Regions from separate parts of the Hordeum vulgare genome. Here region 1 is linked to region 2. The links are chromatin contacts, called in public Hi-C maps. All regions are on one chromosome and are shown on one strand. Each heading gives the region's core, a stretch centred on a gene start, on an enhancer-like site or on the middle of the called end of the contact. The rest is flanking DNA. Distances are from core to core; before and after follow the strand shown. Region 1 has its middle 80 kb from the start of LOC123403219. Region 2 has its middle 6.8 kb from the start of LOC123402833.

The links. A called contact is a pair of places that touch in the nucleus more often than the background predicts.
Region 1: a Hi-C map of seedling shows a contact between it and region 2, with 4 times the contacts expected there. The contact joins two enhancer-like sites. A contact is called at or near these places in 2 of 6 Hi-C or Micro-C datasets (leaf and seedling).

The regions. Positions count from the first base shown.
Region 1 is chr6H:535,723,926-535,728,271 of MorexV3_pseudomolecules_assembly, forward strand. No RefSeq gene overlaps it. Among protein-coding and RNA genes, the nearest start is that of LOC123403219, 80 kb to the right of the region's middle. Within about 2 kb of position 2,971, at least 3 of the 3 cell types and tissues checked have open chromatin away from gene starts, as enhancers often do. A contact at or near this core is called in seedling, where this site is marked.
Region 2 is chr6H:535,235,644-535,239,782 of MorexV3_pseudomolecules_assembly, forward strand. No RefSeq gene overlaps it. Among protein-coding and RNA genes, the nearest start is that of LOC123402833, 6.8 kb to the left of the region's middle. Within about 2 kb of position 1,483, at least 2 of the 3 cell types and tissues checked have open chromatin away from gene starts, as enhancers often do. A contact at or near this core is called in seedling, where this site is marked.

The sequences.
Region 1 (4,346 bases), core at 1,721-4,220, 490 kb after region 2:
ATAATTCAAACAGTGTTCGCAATTTATAATTTTGTTCATGAATTTCACTTTTGTTCATGTTTTACAATTTATTCACAATTCAAAAAATGTTCTCAGTTTCAAAATTTGTTCACAGATTCAGAAATTATTCATAATTTATAATTTTTCTTACAATTCTAAAAATGTTCTCTGCTTCAAAATTTCTTTGTGATTCAAAAAATATTCACAATTTTCTATTTTTGTTTACGAATTTGAAATCTGCTCATGTTATAAAATTTGCTCATAATTGAAAAAATGTTTGATGTTTCAAAAAAATTTCAGAATTCAAAAAATGTTCACACTTTTCTAATTTTTTCCATGAATTTGATATTTGTTCATGTTTTAATTTTTTTGACAATTTGAAAAATCTTCGCGGTTTCAAAATTTGTTCCTAGATTCGAAAAATGTTCATGTTTTGGAAAATGTTCCCATTTTCAATTTTTTTTATAAATTCCAAAAATATTCATGTTTTAAAAAATGCCCTCATTTTCAAAAACCCAATCAAAATTTTAAAATTTCGTTCAAGAATTCTAAATATGTTCCTAATCTTTTAAATTTTGTTCACAATTCAAAAAATCTTCACATTTTTATAATTTGGTTCAAGAATTGGAAATTTGTTCAAATATTGAAAAACCTTTGCAGTTTCAATTTTTTCCGCAGATTCAAAAAATGTTCACATTTTGAAAAATGATCCCATTTTCACATTTTTGTTTCGAAATTTCAAAAAATGTTCGTGTTTCAAAAATGCTCTCATTTTGAAAAACCCAATCACAATTTTAAAAAAAATTTCACGAATTATAAACTTGTTCCTGTTCTTTCAAAATTGTTCGTGCTTCCAAAATTTTAGGAGTTTTCAAAATTGTTCTTGGTTTCAAAAAAATTCTCAAGATTAAAAAGATATTTGTGCTTTATAAAATTGTCCGTGCTGCCAAATTTGTTCGGGTTATTTCAAAATTGTTACCCGTTTCAAAGTTTTGTTCTCAAGATGCAAAAAATGTTCATGCTTTAAAAATTGCTCGTGCTTCCATATTTGTTCTGGATTTTTCAAAATTATTCTCCATTTCAAAATTTGTTCTCAAAATTCAGAAAATGTTCGTGCTTTTAAGTTTGTTCAGGGTTATTCAAAATTGTTCTCCTTCTTAAATGTTTGTTCTAAAGATTCAAAAAATGTTCGTGATTTAAAAAATTGCTCGTGCTTCCAAAGTTGTTCACAATTTTTCAAAATTGTTCTTCAAATTCGAAAAATGTTTTTGCTTCAAGTACAAAAAAGAAAAGGAAAACTGAAAGAATAAACGAACCTAAGTGTTTTATTGGTTGATTCCTTTATTCATGTCAAGTTATTAAAAGCATACATGCCCCACGTCTTTTATTGGTTGATTCCTTTATTCATGTCAAAAAACAAGAAACGAGGTGAAAGTTAATGCATCGTGCCTAAGTGTTTTTGAATTATTTGGTTTTCGTAAGATGACTTATTCACCGAGACGGAGGGAGGGAGTAGTACTAATTAATAGGAGTAATTGCTTTCACGCCTTAAACCTTGTTTATTTTGAAAACACACGCAAGTTTAACTGTGCCTTCTAAACCGTGACGGAGGAAATAATTAGTATCATTGCATGCAATGAATTGACCACTGCATGTCATGCTAGTTTATCTCAAGTCATTAAAAACATACATGTCACATGTCTTTTATTGATTGATTCCTTTATTCATATCAAAAAACAAGAAACGAGGTAAAAGTTAATGCAGGGATTGGCTGAGGCTTTTCCCTGTGCTGGGAGCCTGCGACTCTCATGTGTAGTAGTAGTGTCTAGGCGTGCACCTGATTCTCATCGCCTTTTTGTAGCTTGCCATTATCCAGACATTTCTAGACTCCCATGATGTATGCAGCATTAGAGTAGAGTGGCACTACAAGTAGTAGGAACTAGCAAGTACGCATCATGATGAGAGAGAGAGATAAACATGTGATGGTGTAGTCTGAAAGCTATGAAACAAGTCTGTGGTAGTTCAAAACTGGAATTGGCTGGTATGGTACACACGCACAAGCTGAAACAGATTAAAGATGACAATAAAAATAAAAATGTAATATATGTTATAGCTAAATAAATTTTAGTTGCTCTTATGATTTTATTTTGCAAATATTATTACCCTGGGTTTCTTAGCTTTATCAATAAATTCTGTGAAAAAAATATGATCTGCAAAATATAAATAAATAAATTATTTTCTAACGATAACTAACTTGCAAATAGTACACTTTTCATTGCTCAATTTAATACATCTTAAACTTCACTAAGGCAAACGTTTGGGGACAAACATGGTATCCTTTTTTCATGGTATTCTATTTTAAAAATTGAATGAAAATTTTCAAATTGGATGGACTATTTTAAAAATTGAAGGCATTTTTTTAGTTTTATGAACTTTTTTTAAAATTGATGAACTAATTTTCAAAATCTATGAACCTTTTTAAAATTTAATGAACTATTTCAAAAAATGATGAACTTTTTTTAAAATCGATGAACTGTTTTTTCAAATTTTTATGAACACTTTTCAATTTTTGTGGACTACTTTTTAAAATTGATGGACTTTAAAAAATTTGATGAACTTATTTTTTTCAAATATGAAGAACTCTTTTAAAAACCGACGAACCTTTTCCATTTCCACGAACCTTTTCCAATTTGTATGAAACTCCTTCTCAAATTTGTGGCTGTTTTCATTGTTTCTTAGAATTATTTTCTTACTTTATACTTTCTTTTGAAAATAGTATATATTGAGTATATATTTTAACTAAAGGAAGGGTCAAATAGGACCTACAACCATCAGCGCTCGTGTGGGGAGTTCGAATCCCGCTAGTCTCAGATTATCTACACGATGAGTGAACCTTTTACCTTTTTCTGCTACAGTATGTTTTAAGAAGCTTCCTCGGATTATTGGGCCGGCCCAGTAGCATGGCGCGTGAGCGCCAGTTGCAGTAACTGACGCTGAAGGCGATGTACAGGAGGCCCCATGTTTCTTATGAATGGGAACTCACAACCTCTGCGCACAACTGGGTCGGCCCACCAGGTGTGAAGCCACTTGTTTTTTCAGTAAGCAACGTGAAATTCTTGGAAAATTAGTGACCTAGCAATCCTGACACGTGCTACTTGCCGCTAGTAGTGTTCATATTTGAAAAACACAAGTAGTTTCTAAAAAAAATAAAACATTTCTTGATTCTTTTAATAAATGTGAAGTGCCAAATATTTTTGAAAAACACAAGTAGTTTATGAAACTACAAACAATTTATGAAATATGTGAACAACTTTTGAAATTCAAACATTTTCTAACGAAACAATAAAAACTTTTGAAACCTCAAACAGTATTAAAAATGACAAGAAATTATTAAGATTCCACACTTTTTTTAAAACATGGAAGGTTCTTTGAAAATGGGAACAAAATGTACAAAAAAGCAATTATTATTTGGATATGTGAACATTTTCCCAAGTTCCAAATATTTTTTTTGAATTTGTGAAACAAAGTTGAGAACATGAACATGTTTGAACTTGTGAATTCTTTTTCTAAAAGTGATAACATTTTTAAATTCTGGAAAATTCTTCAAAAACAAACATTTTTTAATTTGTCAACAAATTTTAAAACAAAACATTTTTTGAATTTTTTTGCAATTGATGAAAATCACAAAGTTTTTTTAAATATATGAACATTCTTTGGAAAAATACTTATAGAATAAAATTGAAAAATGGAAAAAGAAAAGAAAACACAAAAGGGGAAAAAGGAGAGAAAATAAAAAATTAACATGAAGAAGGATAAGAAAGAAATAAAAAAACAGTTCATGAACCTCCTAGAAGTTCACAAAACTAAAGAAATTTTTTTTTGAACACACCGGCTCCGAAATGTGAAATCTATGTAATGGACCGGCCCAAGTCGATCATCACATGTGCGATAGGTAAATAATCTGTCGCAGAATGTAGGTAATCTAAGGATGAGCACCCTCACGGCGAATGGTGGCACACCCGTCCTTACGAAGAATTCTCCCACGACAACAATTACCAATAAAGTGTTCAAATGTCCCAGTTTGAAGCTCTGTATGGGAGAAAATGTTGTTAGATGGTCTACGAACATCGATGTATTTATTATTATTATTTTTTGTGTTTTTTGTACTGTCATGATGTTTGCGGTTAGCTTGTTAAGTAACCAACAAAAAATTGCAATCAACGGTGAATAGATCGAATATTCTTTTCACAAAAGAAAGAGTAGCAAGTAGGACACGAAGAGATTTTTAACTTTCCTTTTCAAAAAGGAAGAGATTTTTAGGTGGGACGAGTCCTTCATATAAAAAA
Region 2 (4,139 bases), core at 233-2,732:
CAAATCTTGCATTGACTGGCCATGACCAGGAGAGAAGAGGGGAGAGGAGAGTCCGGTCGACACGGGCACACGGGCTCATTTATGATGGACAGGGGATTGAGTATCCAGCTAGTGAGCTGAACGTGACCACAGTCCACATATGTATCATGTATAGCAGCAGTCACAGGGAAGTACACAGGCATGCATGCAGGCATCATGGGCTGATGTTGCTGGCTGCTCCAACAAGAGGGATGAGGAGAAAAGGTATGAAGAAGACGATAACGATGATACTGAGAGTTGATTTTTTTTAGAGAGAAAGTTGATGTTTTGGTGAAAAACCATGTGGAAGGTATCGAAATCACTAGTTAGCGAATACATCTTTGAACGATTACTCTCACCTTCACAGGTTGCGACAAGTGGCCCACTGCATGCGTGCCACTTGTCGCAACCTAAGAGTTTTTTTATTTTTTGTAGATCTGCATTTTTGAAATATTTTATCTTTAAACCGTGCGTCTAAAACTCGAACCATTTTCATCGTTGGCTTTCTCGCGTCGTGATCTTCAAAACTAGATCCCATGTTGATAGGTTTAGACGAAAAAAATATTTACGAAAAAACCAGAAGAAAAAACCCGAACGAAATAATAGTGCCTCACGCGATAGAAAAAAAAAACAAAAAATGCGTTTTTTTCCTTTTCGAGAGGCACGAGGCAAAACCCTGCCTCTCGGGGAAGCAAAACCGTGCCTCTCGTGGAAAAAGAGAGAGAGAGAGAGAGAGAGAGAGAGAGCAGAAAACGCGTTATTTTCCCTTTTCGGGAGAGGCACGGGCGTGCCTCTCGCGAAGGTAAAACCGTGTCTTTCGCGGAAGCAAAACCACGTCTCTTGCAAAAAAACAGAAAACGTGTTTTCTTCCTTTCGGGAAAGGCACGAACCGTGCCTTTCGCAGAAGCAAAACCGTGCGTCTAACAAAAAAACAGAAAACACGGTTTTTCCCCTTTCCGAGAGGCACGGGCGTGCCTCTCGCGAATGCAAAACCGTGCCTTTCGCGGAAGCAAAACCGTGCCTCTCACAAAAAACAAAAAACACATTTTTTTCTCTTTCCAAGAATCATGACCGTGTCTCTCGCGAAAACAAAACTGTACCTTTCGTAAAAAAACAAAAAACAATATTTTTTACGTAAAAAACAGAAAAAATAAATTGCATCCAAAAGTTACGAAATACAGTGAAAAACCGGAACTAAAAAAACTGGAAAAAAACACTCTAAAAAGCTGAAAATACATAGAAAAGATAAAAAAAAGACATAATACGAAGGAAACGTTCAGAACGCGACACATGACAGCGGCTGAGAACATTGCATGAGGAGGCGCGTGAGAATGGTCGCTCGCAAGCTCCGAATGCTCGCTAACTAGTTTGCTCTTGAAAGGTGCACAATGATTGAATGAGAACGCATCATGTGGCAGCTCGCGAGAATGATCGCTAGTTGCTGTCGAAAGGTGCACCATGGTTGAATCGCCATGCTAGGCAGGCCCTGCACTTCAAAAGCCCAATGAAATGGGCTCTAGCACATGGGCTGGCTTCCACGGCGAATCCTATTTAGTGTATCACGCGTCGGTTATAGGTTATTTTTGATAATCGGCACCAACAGCACCCCCCACTCGTTGCGCTTTGGCCGGCGCACATAGACATTTTCTTCTTTCTGTTAAAAAACAGAAAAAAGCAATGTGCTAAAGTTTCAAACCAACGACATTTCCCCTGTTAGCTAAGGGCAAAAACCACTACGCCACATTACCCATTAGCGAACCATAGATTGTTTTTCTTTTTCTTTTGTATGGTTATCCCATTTGAGGTTTTTCATTCCTTGTTTGCTCGTCATTTTCAGGACGTTTTTATTTGGTTTTCAGTTTTCCATTTTTTTTCTTTGTTTGTTTTCCTAAATAAGCAGTTTGTTTTCAAATTCGTGAAGTTTATTTCAAAATCGATGAAATTTTTCCTAAATTGCATGACATTTTAAAAAAAAAAGATGCTTTTTTTTCAGTTGTATGAACATTTCTGGACAAATGATGTACACTTTTTAGTTTTTTTTGAACTTTTTTCAAAACCGATAAAGTTTTTTAATGAGATGAAATGTTTATCAAAATTTATTAACTCTTCCAAAAATTTATGAATTTTTTTTATAAAATAGATGAACACTTTTCGAAATCAGTGAATTTATTTTCAAATTGGATGATTTTTTTAAAAGTGATGAACTTTTTTCATAATCCACAAACTTTTTTCAAATTTTATGAACTTTTTTGAAAATCTATAAAAAAAATCAAAACCTATGTACTTTTTTCATAATTTATGATATTGTTTTTTATAAATCGATGAACGTTTTTCCAAATTCGTTGAACTTTTCTTGAAAATCGGTGAACTTTTTCAAATTGGATGAAGTTTTGTTCAAAATCGAATGAACTTTTTTAAAATCAATAATTTGCTTTTCCAAAATTGACGAACTTTTTTCGAAGTTGATGTATTTTTCTTTAAAATTGATGAACTTATTTTCAAAAGTGATGATTTTTTTTTTAAATCGGTGATTTTTTTGAAAACTCTCTGAACTTCTTTTCTAAATTTCACGAACTGTTTTTCATTAAACAAAATAGACATTTTCCAAAAAAAAAAATCTAAGAGGTACAGTGAATTGTTGTGTAATAAATAGCGTGGCGGCATTAGTTCTAATACAATTCGCGTCGCTATTGTTCACTAGCATTCTGGTGGTCTAGTGGTTAAGCAAGCAACGACAGGTCGTGTGGCATGAGATTGATTCCCCGTGGCGCAAATTTTTAGCGTGATTTTTTCGTGAACGTATCTCTTCCTGGGCCACGCTTAGAAAGCCTATAGAGGGCGCGTTGTAGGCGCCCAAAACTGCAAATGGCGCCTACAGCTCCAAATAAGACGTTCCGGCTTCCACTGCTCGATCGAGCGCGTGCACTGTCATATTCTATAGGGTCAAGCGAGGTGGGTCGGCTCATATAGGTTCTACCAATCCGGTTTTTGCGAACTTTCTAGATTGTTCCGTGTTCGGTTTTTACCGGTTTTGGAAACCTACTAGAAGGTTTTGGGTTGGCTTTCTTGTATTCTTTCCTTTTCCTTTCTGTCTTTTGAGGTTTTCCTTGTACCAGCTATCTTCAGGTGTTTAACCATTGGAAAATTCAAAATATTCGTGTTTACAATATTTTTTTACAATTTTTAGAATTTTATTTTATTTTAATTTTTAGAACAACTCTACAAAAGATCGAGTTTTTTTAAATGAAAATTTTAGAAAATACTGTCTTTTTCAGAAAATGCTCTACTTTTGATTTTATTTTTTTTGAAAAATCAATGAATATTTACGTCATCAGAGAAGTTATAAAGTGTTCATGTGTTTTCAAAAAATATTCAATTTTTTCAATAATGATCCCATTTCTGTAAAGTTTCAATAATATAACAAGGTGTTCGTGTTTTCTATTTATTTATTTTTTTGAATTTGTGAAACACTTGTTTAAAATAACCAAATTTTCGGAAATTATTATGTTTACAAAAACTATTTAGAACTTGGCTATAGTCTCCTCGCTGTAGCTACTGACCTTTGGCTTTTTTTTTCCTGACAAAGAACGTTTGCAAATTGTTTATGACGACAAATATACCCCGTTTGCTATATTTAGGAGCTTCCGAATAAACAATGTCGTTCAGGAGATCATGTGCGTTGCCATTTTTTTCAAAGGCTCACGCCACTTGCAGGGAATTGTCGTCACGGTAGTCTATAGATCGAAATATCATCCACGCGACAGCGATCTTGTACTCCCGGAGTAGACATATATGCTACGTTATTTCCTTCGTCCAATCTCATCCGCACGCACGGTATATACTCCTACTTTATCAGTCGTCGTCACCTTGCTGTATACTTCTTTTTCCCGCCGAGATATATACGATCGACGGCGACCCGATGCGTGCGACCGTGGCAAGGCAGCAGCCAGCCGCTACTCCTCCTACGTGCCGGCGTCGGTCGTCGACATTGGCTCTGTGCTGTGCGTGTCTCCGTCCGACAGATGGGAGATGGCCATGTTGCCGTACGTGGCAGTTTACACATACCTGGCTCGAGAAGGCGCCATTTCCACGGCTCGGCGTTTGGTTGGCGGTTGCGAGTG